Linked DNA regions of Mus musculus: region 2 is linked to region 1. A link is a contact called in public Hi-C data. All regions are on one chromosome and are shown on one strand. Each heading gives the region's core, a stretch centred on a gene start, on an enhancer-like site or on the middle of the called end of the contact. The rest is flanking DNA. Distances are from core to core; before and after follow the strand shown.

Region 1 (6,464 bases), core at 2,201-4,700:
AATACATACATGCTCCATCCCCGGGCTGGCGTGGGCTTCGTGGCCTCGCCGTGCACCTTTGCTTTTTGAGTCCTTGCTTCTGAGAAGCACGTCTTCACAAATCCATGTGGGTGTTATGGGAAAAAACTTGGCCGAGAGAAGGGGTCTCCTCGCACGCACAGATGCCCGCTGGCTGCGTTCGTTCCCGACACCCCTGCACAAACGCCGGGCGCTGGCTGCATTCGTAACGCCACGGGGATAGCTCGCGTGGACCTTCTGTAAACAGGAGGCTGCTTTGCCCCTTCGGGAGCCAGAGCTGGAAACACACCACACACACATACTTCTCTCTGTGTCCTTCAAGGCCAGCAAGCATGTGTTTCCTAACATCGTCTTGTAGGGTCTGTGAGGGGCGGATGGCTTGGTGTGGCGGGTCTAGGGCAGCACAGCCTGAGAGCCCCAATCCTGGTGTGCTGCGGCGACAGTGGCTCCCTCCCCTGGGTATCCAAGGACAAGGGCCTACGTGAAAATAGCAATCCCTGGGCCCAGCCCTGACACCCCAGTGAGGCCAGCGGGCTCACTAACCAGCCCCTGGATTATCAAAACATTCTTTTAATTGTAGATCTTTATATATATATGTATATATATAAAACTTGCTTTTCTTTTCTGTTTTTTTTATAAGTTAAGGTCAGTGTAGATATGAAAAGGAAAGGTACGCTAGGTCAGTGACGTCACAAGTGTACCTACTTACACCTAAAGTGTTTGGCTCACAGGGTAGTGCCATCCCAGCCAAGACCAGAGCTGGGATGGAGTCAAGTCTCTGTCCTGCAGCCAAGCCGACGGGCAGAGCCTGAGTGTTGGAAATTCTAAAGGTGGCGGTTCTCCAGTTTCTGTTGCTTCCTGTGGTTTGGGCTGTTTCTCCCGCCTATAGGGAGGTGTTCTGGCTCACAATGCACCCCTAGTCCCAGAAGGCATCTAGCCGAGACTCCCGGGACTCTTTGGGCATGAGGTTCTTCGTGCTGGTCCCTCCACTGTGCTCAGAGCGGGATGACGCTCGCTTCTCCTCGCTGCTGCTCCACAAACCTGCCTTGCTGCTCCGGGAATGGTCTGTGAAGGAAAGGCAGTGTGTTCAACTCCCCTCCCCACCTTCCTCAACTCATCTCCCAGCTGGAAGTTACCTTCCCTCCCTCCAGCCAGACCACGCCCACTCCAACCGGACCACGCCCACAGCTGCCCCTGAGATCCCAGGGCTGTGGCTGTAGAACACAGAGTGAGGGCAGCTGGCTTTGGGCTATAGCTAACTGAAAGGTCAAAAGGTGTCACACTAGCAGAGAGTGAGGTTAGCGAGTGATGGTGTCCAGTCGACGGGGAACCCCTGCCCTGTTAAGAGTCTGGACTATACCACGGGGGGCCCATGCACCTTGCCTCTGACCTCGGCTCTTAGAGAAAGACCCGCAGAATCTGACATCTGTGGTGACCTCACAGAACTCCTGATTCATTTATAAGACTCATATCCAAACCAGGAAGATATTGTAAGAGAAGAAATGAGGACCAGATGAGATGGCTAAGCCCACCTGGACACTGACTCCGTGGACTCCCAGTAAGGACCATGTTAGGGGTCAGTGACGGATACAGACCCCAACGGACACCTGGGATGGCTTTGAGGTCACACGGGCAGCAAGTTAGGTAGTGGCTGAGGAAGCAAAGAGGAAGCTAACAGAAGAGCCACAGACGCTATCACAGAAGAGGACAATGGCCCTACACTAAGGCCCTACACTTAATGGCTGGCCACTAAGACCCCTTTGCTGCTCCCAGATTCTCTAACTTTCCTGAGCTGTGGAGCATCAAGCTTAAGATGGAGCAGGGCTAGTGAGAAGGGACCACTGCTGCCCTTGGGGGACTGTCTTTCTTACTTCTTACTGCCTGTTCACAAAGCACATGCAAAAAAATAAAATAAAATAAAATAAAATAAAATAAAATAAAATAAAATAAAATAAAAATTTAAAAGTTCAGGCTGCTTTTATATTCAGCCAGAAGGGGGCAGTGTTCTAAAAGGACAATCAGAGTTCCAAATGGTCCTTTGAGAGCTCACATTCCTGGCAGTTAGGCTATATAATCTTCTAGAAGGTCTTTGAGGGGTGGCATGGATATAGTCGCACATCACCAAGTCCTTCCAGCTGTGGGGAAGAGCCAAGATCAGTGGGGATATGAAAGAAACAGAACTTGAGATTCCAAAGCCTGAGCCTCTAAAGGACTGGGCCCAGGATGCTGGCTAACATGGCAGACCACGGCAGGGGAGATGCAGTACCCAGCTAAGACAAAACAAAGGCTCTGAATGGCCCAACCTACAGCAGTTTGCAAAGGCAGCAATGGGGAACAAACAAGAAGACGACGGCGACGGCAAAGCAGAGGGAGACCAACACTCAAAGCACAGGACACGCCCACACGGACACACACAGACACACAAAACATGGCTTCTGCATGCCAGGAGTGACTCTCCCAGCAGCTCCCCTGAGACAGGGTCATACTTACACTTCTGGGCTGGGTAGTTGGGGTGCGGCTGGTGGTCTGTAGTGGTTGGGGTATAGGCAGGCTGCTTGTCACACCTCTTGCTAACTGAAGAGAGCACAGGTAGCCTTAGAATCCATCACAGCTGAAATTGCACACAACCCCAGGGGCCGACACCCATGGCTAGCTGTTCCTTCATGTAGGCCACTCGACTGGATGTGCTTACAGGTGACTGGGGCCTTTAAAAACTTGTGTAAACCACAAACAGGGTCGTTGGACACGGCGCCACATCACAGGGAGGAAGGTGAACATAGAAGGACACGCGGGGACATAAAAGCAGCCCCATACTTGGCAAGCCACAAATGCTCAGGATTTTGAAAGCAAAATGTTCCAAACCACAAGCTCTGCCAAAGCCTGGTTCTAGCAGGGAAACTGAGGCTGGGCTGAGGTGCACTAGGGTGTCAGGCACCACACAGCAGACGCACTGCGAGGAAGAGGAAGGCTAGCAAAGGGGCCACACTGAGGACGACAAGGGACAGCAACTGGGAGAGACCAGCTGACTAAACCCTAGGCCGCAATAAAGGGCCATCCACAAACTATATTCAAATCCTCAGAAAAGCCAAGTGTGCTCACCACCTGTCACCCCAGCCCTCGGGAGGCTGAGGCAGGAGGACCATGACTCTGAAGCCAGCCTTGGCTACGGAGCAAAAGTGCCTAAAACCCTAAAAATGTGAAGCGGAAGGAGTGCTTACGTTGAATATCCTGAAGAGTTTGGGGCTTGGGGGGGGACAGGATCAAGAGGAGGAAGAAAAGGAGACGGAAGTGTCACCTCAGTGGCCATGTGCCTAGGTGCTGAGTGGCATTACAGTTAGTGCAAATGAACCTTGGAATTACAACTTAGAAGAGACAGCGGACCACGCATGTCCTCAGTCTGGATGCCAGCAGGCCACAAGCAGAGACGGAGAACGAGGGCAAGCTGCCAAGACTCTTGACAGGCTGGGAGGGGGCAGGCTCACTCAGCCAAGTGTGGCCAGACCACAGAAAGCAATCAGAAACCAGGGAGGCGAAGGTCACTGATGCATTCTAAAGACGGGTCAGGAAGCAGGCCTGTGGAAGTCCCCGGAGGGCCACCATGGCAGTGGAGACAGGCGGAGGACAGACACCTTGCCGGCTATAGTCTAGCCTCTGTGCTTGTATGCAGAGACATCCTGTTTAAAGCCCTTAAAGGGCCGGGAGGTGGTGGCGCACACCTTTAATCCCAGCACTTGGGAGGCAGAGACAGGAGGATTTCTGAGTTCGAGGCCAGCCTGGTCTACAGAGTGAGTTCCAGGACAGCCAGGGCTACACAGAGAAACCCTGTCTTGAAAAACAAAAAACAGCAAAAAAAACCCAAAAACCCTTAAAGGACAAATTGATGCTAGTGACATGACTCCATCCGTGGGGAGCCCTTGCCCAGTGGGCATGTAGCCCCGAGATCAATCCTCAATACACAAAAGGCCTGGGGAAGTGTATGTGAGGGGTGTGTGTTTGTGTGTACATGTAATATGTGAGTGTGTGGGGTGTGTACACATGTAAGTGTGAGTGGGTGCACATGTAACATGTGTGAGGGTGTACCTGTCTGTGTACATGTAACATGTAAGTGTGAGTGTGTGGAGTCGGGAGGTCAATGAATGCTTTCCTCAATTATTTCTACTTTTTTTTGTTGGAGTCTGGGTCTCTTAAACCCGTGTCTCCTGGGATCACGGATGCACGCTGCCTCACCACGCTTCTTACACGGGCCTACATTCTAGGCCTTCCTGTTTGTCCCTCTGAGCCACCTTCTCTATCACCCTGGCCTCATTCTTTACCCCAGATTCAAGACAAGGCATGTTCTGAAAAATCCACCTGCCTGGGCACTGTCTGAGATAACATGTCAGAACATGTTGGAACATGTCGGCTGGACTGGGGCTCAGACTAAAGAACAGCACCCTAGCATATGCAAGGCTTCGGGTCTGTCCTGAGCATTGCACCCGTGCCCAGCACTCTAAGAAAAAAAAAATTATAGCAATAATAAACCTCACAACATTTAGACTTCTCTATGCCCTTGTCAATGGCTTCATCTCTCTCAAACTCTTTGTTGTTGTGTTTTGGTTTGGTTTTGTTTTGTTTTTGAGATGGGTCTCACTATGTAGCTCTAGATAGTCTGCAACTTACCACGTAGACCAGACTGACCTCAAATTCACAGAGATCCACCTGCCTCTGCCTCTGGAATTAAAGGTTACAGGTGTGCGTCACTACGCCCCATGGACGGCTCCATCTCTTAAGACATGGGTGACATGCCAACGCAGTAGCCAGATGGATGGGGAGAGCGAGGAGAGAGATGGAGGCAGGATGGGATGCCACAGAGGCTCTAACTGGGATGGGGAAGCGGAGTGGACAAGTGTCAGGTTGGGCTGCTCAATCCGGTAACCACAAACCAAAGTCACAATCTAAATGACCTGAAGGGAAAGGTCCAATCCCATCCCTCAGCTCTTAGTCACATGAGCCCAATGGTTTGACATCCACTTCCAGGACAACACAGACCTGACTGTCACTCTTGTCTATCAGTGATGAGAGGCATGGCATGGAGATGCAGGTGAATTTATCACCTCTCCTCAGAAAGATGGGGGTGGGGGGCAGCTTAGCAGCCAAGGACAGAACAGAGAGGCAGGCCAGGTGTGGAATGGCCTGGCTGAACAAGACAGATTGTTGGCACAGCACCCGCACCAGATGCTCACAGGGATGTGGGGACAGGGAGAGCCAGGGAGGTGCTCTGATAGGAACAGAGAATCTGAGATGCTGCTGTTATAGAGTAGAAAAGCAGAGGCCCATGGCAGGGACTTGGTAAGGTGACCGAGCAGGTGAGAAACTGTGCCCAGGGTGATCAAGACTTGTGTGTGTCGCCATGGGAGGAGTCTGTCCCCCTGGGTGATGTCCTCCCACTGAACTCTGGGGCTCAGGTGCAGCTTGAGGAAAACCTGGGAAGGGGAACCCAGGAGACTCCATTATCAGAGCTTCCGATGGGAAGAGTACCAGGGAGACACAGCTAGAGAAAGTGGCTAAGAAGAAGTTAAAGGCCACACGGTGCAGCCTGGACAACCATCTCTGGCTTCCACTGACAGCAACTTTGTGGAGCTCCGCACTGCGCCTGGCACACAAGGAAGGGACACCTGCACAGACACCCTGGCTCCGATGCCATCAGCTAAGCCACTGATTCCTTGGAACTCACGGCTTTCTCCCCCACACCCAGCCACTTCCTCCTGGACCTAAGGTCTCCTTCTACTCTTGCCTGTGACCCAAGATTCTCTAGGTCAGAGGGCAGCAAATGGAACCCATAGGCCCAAGCCGCACCGCCTCTTCTGCAGGCCAGGGTTTGCTGGGACATGGCCAGCTATGCGTCTGGCGGTTTGCTCTGTGACCCGAAATGGCCACCAGGTCAACCTGGACCTGCTAGGGGACACCTCAAGGTCATTCCTCAATATCACTCCTCAGCTTCACCTTCTCTGCAGCTCCCCAGAGTCCCAAACGGTATTTCCTAAGTTGGATACTGCCAGCTCCACTCTCTGAATTAAGACATCCCTAAGGTCAGAGCTCTTCTCCTAACTCAGTTCGGGGGCTTCTTTGCTTTTTGAGACTGAGTTTCACTCTGTAGACTAGGCTGCCCTAGAACTTGCCAGCCTCTGACTCCTGAGTGCTGGGGTTAAAAGCATGCACCACCATGCCTGTTTGTATTTTAAACTTATTTTTATCATCATCATCACTAAAAACTGGGAAATCCATTAAGGCATCTCTACAAACATGATTTCAAAAAAAAAAAAGTATTGTTCCATGCTAAGTGTATGAAACTGGTAGAATCCAGTCCACTCTGTCTTTGCGAAGAGCAGAATTCAAGCCAGGAGAGGTGGCACAGGCCCGTTACTCCAGTACTCAGGAGTCAGAGGAAGGAGGAGGAGGAGATCAAA
Region 2 (6,464 bases), core at 1,716-4,215, 670 kb after region 1:
GGAACGTAGCATAGAGGTTAAAGCATACATTCTGAGTTGGACATGGTGAATTCAAATCTTGCCTTTGCTCCCACCCAGCAGGCAGCCCCTTGTAGGTTATTTAGCACGCCTTGGTCATACTTTCTCCATCCGTAAAGCAGGGGTGATGAGCTGTCTTATGGGATAAGTGGAAAATCTGACAGGTATGTATCATGAAACACATAGATCCTGCTCTCACATGCATAGAAAATCAGTTCTTAAACATAAATCAGCTTGCAACACAGGATCCTTCTTTAACTTGATTCAGCCTACAGCCACCACGTCTGAATGGCCATCTGGTCAACCTGCCTTGTGCTACTACATGTGAGGTGCAGAAGCAGGCAGGGTCTGCTCAAACACATAGGAAGACTGGTTGTTGGGAAGTGGGTGGACAACTGGACTTCTCTTGTGTGCCCTGTAGCCAAGCAACTCCTCTCTGCTGCAGGTAGAAGATGCAACCTCCCTCCGACCACAGAGAACACTGTATGTAGTTGGCTCCCAGCCCTGCCTCCCTTGCAGTCACATGCTCTGACTGTGACAGGAGAGGGCGGTCCCTACATACCATCGATCATCTAAATGTTTAATAACATCCTCCACTCTCCAGGTAACTGAACCCAAACCATCGGATCCTCAAAGCCACAGACTAACAAGGCCATGAAAGGGAAGATGTTTCTGTAATGAAAATTTCATCAATGCAGATTTCACATTGAATATCAAGGTCTCAGTGTGAAGACAGCATCAGAGTGGACACTGCTGTGGCGCTGACCTTCATCCTTGGAGACAAGAGCAGAGTTGGGCAGCTTCAGTCTTCTGTGACAACATAGCTGCAGGGAAGGAGGCTCTGGGGTGGGGGTGGGGGTCAGCAAGGCCCCACCCCATTCCCTCTGATGGGGGTCTCTGCGGGTTGGGTCTTGGCAACTCTCCCTGCCCTTTCTGCTCCTCCTGGGCGTCCTCAGCTTCCATGAAGAGACCAGGTCCTTGCAGCTGTTCAGATCTCTAGGCATTCTCCCTGTTTTGCTCACATTCTTCTTCCTAACTGAATTAATTATTTCTCTCATTGCTGTGATGAAATACCTGAGGAGAAGCAGCTTAAGAACCAGGAAGGGGGGGATTTCTGAGTTCGAGGCCAGCCTGGTCTACAAAGTGAGTTCCAGGACAACCAGGGCTACACAGAGAAACCCTGCCTCAAAAAACCGAAAAACAAACAAAACAAAACAAAACAAAACAAAACAAAACAAAACAAACCAGGAAGGTTTTGTTTTAGCAGTTGGAAGGATCTGTTGGGGAAGACACAGCAGGGGAAGTGTGAAGCTGCTGGTCCCGTTATATCTACCCGGTTCCTATGTTGGGGCTTTCCCTTCCACTCTCTTAGAAAGGGTGCCAACCTGTTCTCACACCTAAGGCCCCGCCCCTTCCCCAGTGAAGAGTGTAATGCTTGTAGCTTGTCCCTTTCCTGTGATCTGCAGGCTCAGGGACTGATCTGTTTTTTCAAGGAGAAAAAAACACAAAACAAAACTGGAGACAGGCCTGTCATTTCTATATTTCAAGGTCATTGGGGGAAGGAGAGATGAGCGGTTTTTCTTTTTAAACATACTTTTAGTGCCACTGTAACTGTGAAGCAGAAGGAAAGTCGCTGCTTTTATGAAGTATGTAAACAATAAGACCGCGCACGGAGAGTGTGTTTGTGGACTCTAAATCTCGCCAGCTGGAAACAACACTGAAGGAATGTTCTCAAGGGTCTCCGAAACCTTGAAGTGTCTCGTTTCGCCTGACTCGAGATGAGGGACCCCATGGGATTAAAGCCAGTCTTTAAGGAGGGGGCGGGGGAAGCTGGACTATACTTAACTTTGTGTCTCATAGTAAGAGAGAAGAGATGTTTCGGAGGGTTATTGGCATGTTTACTTGCTTGCTTGTTTGTTAAGATCACAGCTGACCATGGCAGTGCACATCTGTCTGTCTGCCCAGTCCCGGAGAGCCTGAAGCAGGAGGATCGGGAGATCAAGGCCAGACTGGGTTACAAATGGAGTCTTTGTCTCAAAAAAAAGCCAAACAACAGAGTCTAGACAAAACAATATCCACACTGAAGATACAAACAATGAAGATTTTTGTTCTATGTGTCTTTTGCCAAATATTAATAACTAACACATAATATGTATCACATGCATGTTATATTAATAACCCTATGCATAATATTTACTTTTTTGTCTTCTAGGACAAGATGGATGAGGATGAGACTAATAGCTTCCAGGTGTGGCCTGGCTTCTGGGGTCTCCATGTTCATATTGGGGCATTAATAAGCTTCTGCATCGAGAGTGGTCTAGCTCAGCATAGTCCAGACTGTAGTCCACAGATGTGAGAGGCACCGAGACAAGAGGCCTTCAGCTCCAGTTATAAGACTGTGCTTTGTTACGAGCAGAGCAGACGCTGTCTGTGGGGACCCTAGTTCTGGACTCTCATCAGGACGTTGGCATCAGTGAACGCATCTCAGACCTTTACTGAGGTAGTCACCGTTTTAATCTGTCGGTCGTGATTACAGTTGACAGACTCAAAATAAAAATTAAGAAAGTATGATAGGAAGAGCTCATAGCTTGTGCCCTTAAAGGGATCGACTTCAGACATGGCTGGATCCAGGCACTCGAATGGCAGGATCAGGGAAACAACCCCTCCATCTCTCCCTCCCACCATTTTGGTTGTCAGTGGTTTCTCCCCTCTCAGGGTAGTTCTGTTCTTGTACTTGTTTCCATTTTCAGGAGCCCTAGGAGAAAGGCATTTTTTTTTATCCCAAAATTTAAACCTAAGTACAAAATATGAGTCTTACATATCTGTCTCTAACCCAGTCTCTGAAGCCAAGGGCCCGGCATCCACCGATGGCTCAACGCCTCTACTGTTGTAGACAGAAACCCCAAATTCAAACTTTTGCAACACACAGTCTAGAAAGAGGAAGGAGGGGAGTCAGCTAGTCGGGTTCCGTGAGCTTCTTGAGACAAGCTGGAAGGTGACATGGGCCACACAGAATTAAGGGAAGACGACACATGCCCCTTTCGTGGGAGCCTGTCTAAAGCCATTCACTAACAGCACAGTCCGTGGTGGTCGGCTCAAAGTAGCTCCTGATGGCCCCTCTCTCTGCTCCCTTTCATGCTGGTTTTGTTTCAGTCCATGATCCTGGCAGGGAAAGCACGGTGGAACCTGCCTGTGGTGAGACCCAGCCTCCAGGCTCCTCACACACAGCTGGTTAGGATGTGGATGAGTGCTGGCCGAGCCTGCTTCTGCCGTGTGATTGGAAAAGAAAAGGGGACTCACACAGGGCAAGTTCTGAGACACATACACACACACACACACACACACACACACACACACACGTACACACACACGTACACACATATACACTCGTATGCATGCACACACATACACACACATACACTTTCACACACACATGCACACTTGTGCACACACAGGCATGCATGCATGCACACACATACACACACATGTGCACATACACACACAAATACATTCGCATGCACATGTACACACACATACACTTGCACATGCATGCACACACATACACACACACACACACACACACACACACACACACACACACACATAAACACGCAGGCATGCTCTTGCTCTTCCCAGGGCTGCTTCCTCTCCCATCATAGATTGCTCCCTGCCCTTAGGGGCTGCAGCCTCCTCTGCTTCCTGCACCATTTGGAAGAGCTTTTTAATTACTTTTAATTCTCTCTCAATTTTCTGATCCATCGGCGTGCATGAAAGAGAGATGAAAATGGCTCCCTCTTTTTATTTGGCTTGGTCATCCTCTCGTTCTCAGGCGCCGGCTCTGGTTTCACTCAAACCCTCCTGCATCTGAGGCTGCAGGAACAGGAAGTCCCCCGGGAGGCTGGACTGGCTGTCTGGGTTGTGAGTCAGTCTATCCTTACCCACCTCAACCATGGGACATTCGCACTGGAGGTCAAACGGCAGGCTGGTTTATTTCAAAGTATTGGCAGGTGACAGGGGTCATTCTGAGGCCCTGGTTTTTCTCTCTCTTCTGAAAGCTTCACTCAGCAATGTTTTTACCCTCAGGGACGTTGAGCACACTTGAAATCTCCACTGACTTAGAAATGACTTTAAAAAACACCCTCTGGTGGATTTAGCATGTCTTATTCTGGAAAAACAATTTTTAACTTGAAAGCTATTCTTCATAAGTTAATGATGCTGCTATCACCAGCCCACCCCACCCCTATTACAAAGACCCCAAGTGGACCGCTAAGGCACAGACATAAGGTCGCCATGCTAGCTAGACTATCACACAGTCTCTAAATGGCCCTGTCCATGTGAAGGGAAATGTTTCTTCTGGGTCCAGAGACCCTCTGGGTGCATCCCATGTCTTTACTCCATTTCGCCCTCCTAGTTTCCTCCAAGGAAGGTCCTGTTCTCGTCCATTTCCAGCACCAACAGGGAAACTGAGTCCCAGAAATCTCGTGTCACTAGCCAGAGTGTAGTTCCACCCTGAGCTCCAGCTAGGCAACTCAGAACAGCCCTGGACTGAAGGAAGTGGAGAACACCGGCCAATCAGCAGCAGCCATCTGTCTGCTTCCAGAGTGCAGGTGCTTTGTGACCAGCTGTCTCACACTCCTGCCGCCCTGTGCTCCCCGTTGTGATGGACTGTACCCCCGAACCCTTCCTTCCTCCAGTTGCTTCTGGTGAGATGATTCTTCTCCATAACAATGAGAATATTAACTAACATGATATATGTCTGACATGGTTACCCTGAAACCAAGCACGGCCAAGGACAGAGGCCCAGCTTGGAGTGCATAGGAACTTCTGGGAGGAAAATGGTGACCATGGCTCTGTGAGGAAGGAGGCTGTGGACACTCAGTCTGTGCCACGTTTCCTCAGAGGTCAGGAGGGAGCGTCAGAAGCTGCTTCAAAACTTTGGCCTTTTGTCTGCTGGTTTACTTAAAATTTCCTTTGACTTTTTTTAAAAACATAAACAAAGGTATTAGAACAGAAAACTTGAATCACATCTGTGTAAGTCAAAGCTAATATGTCACAGTGGATGGGCAATGCGCTCCAGAGAATGTTGATTTAAAAAAGATGTTAGGTAAAGGGGCCCATGCTAATGGATATAAAATATGCCTTCTCCATTTTAATATCATCTGGTTATAATTTTAACTTCTGAGTTATTTTTAAATACAGTCTTGATGCTGGGGATAGCTCCAGGACCTTAGATACTACTAAGCAAGATCCCGTAAGCTATACCCCTATCCTTAAGGGTTTTGGTTTCTTGAGACAAAGACTTACTATGTAGCCCAGGCTGACCCCAAACTCATGGTTCCTGTGCCCTCTATCTCCCAATCACTGGTAGGGCAAGCATGTACCAACATGTTCATCTGCCTAACATTTTAATTTAAGTAACTTAACTAGATGGAAACAGCCAAGAGAGCAGCCCTGACAAACCAATATGGCGCTTGCATCTCTGTAGAGTTCTCATTGGCAGGTGCCTCAGGCACGGTACCCACAGAATGTCTCAGAGATCATTCTGATTTCTGGGCTGTCACCACAGGTGTGACTCAATTATGACTGTATTTGGAGAAATCGTGTTCTTGTTGAAGGCACACATGGGACTGGGGATCTGGGGTCTTTCAGGCCATTGATACTGATCTTGCATTCTGGGATACATTTGTAGGCAGACTCCTTTTGCCTATAACCCTCGGGTCCTCCGCAGGGCAGAGTGGACATCCTGCCAATTCACTTTGAGGTTGCTTTAAAGACAGAGCAGAGCATCTATAGCACAATATACCTTGTGATCAGGGCTGCATGTATTTGCATCTTGGCTCCTGCAACTCTTCTAGACAGAACCTCAGCACAGCTCACGATGAGAACCACAGTGAGGCCACCCCTTAGCTAGAGCTGAGCCCAGCTGCTCTACACTGAGTCATAGCTGACCAGACAAAGTCAGCCTGGATCTGCTGGCCCATAGCGTACACTGAAGGACCTTGAGGGCGAAAATAAATGCTTGCTGTTCTAGTCATTTGAGGCTGGTCTGTGAGACATCACCATAGAGACAAAACCAAATATAAAATCCCTTCTCAGAAACCCACCCTTTTCTTGTCTGTCCTAATGGAAGACTGGCTCACAGGAACCCATCTCAGGCCATGAGCAGACAAGCGCTGACTGAGCCAGGGGCATGCAGCAAAGATTTCCTCTGGCCATCAAAAGGAGAAGGCAGGAGCCGGAGAGATGGCTCACTGGGTGAAAGGGCTTGCAAGTAAATCTGTTGACCCAAGTTCAAGCCCCCAGAACACACACAGTAGGAGAGAACTGACTCCCAAAGTTGTCTCTAACCTTCACTCACATGCTATGACACTCACACACTAATGCACACACACATACGCATATACACATACACACACATACATATACATACACACATACAAACACAC

Evidence for each region. Hi-C and Micro-C count contacts between places; a contact is called where the count stands out from the background.
Region 2: a Hi-C map of the N1E-115 cell line shows a contact between it and region 1, with 2.3 times the contacts expected there. The contact joins two enhancer-like sites. A contact is called at or near these places in 1 of 484 Hi-C or Micro-C datasets (the N1E-115 cell line) and 1 of 115 datasets of contacts at active chromatin or transcription factors (large pre-B cells).

The regions. Positions count from the first base shown.
Region 1 is chr2:165,784,656-165,791,119 of GRCm38.p6, forward strand. Zmynd8 (zinc finger, MYND-type containing 8) reads right to left here. Exons shown (of 23, transcript NM_001363020.1): 22 at 2,509-2,592; 23 at 1-1,083. The coding sequence ends at 935. Among named protein-coding and RNA genes, the nearest start is that of Gm29993, 56 kb to the left of the region's middle. Within about 2 kb of position 3,451, at least 62 of the 459 cell types and tissues checked have an H3K27ac peak or open chromatin away from gene starts, as enhancers often do. A contact at or near this core is called in the N1E-115 cell line, where this site is marked.
Region 2 is chr2:166,456,191-166,462,654 of GRCm38.p6, forward strand. 5031425F14Rik (RIKEN cDNA 5031425F14 gene) reads left to right here. Exons shown (of 3, transcript NR_015558.3): 3 at 2,231-2,580. Among named protein-coding and RNA genes, the nearest start is that of 5031425F14Rik, 12 kb to the left of the region's middle. Within about 2 kb of position 2,966, at least 57 of the 459 cell types and tissues checked have an H3K27ac peak or open chromatin away from gene starts, as enhancers often do. A contact at or near this core is called in the N1E-115 cell line, where this site is marked.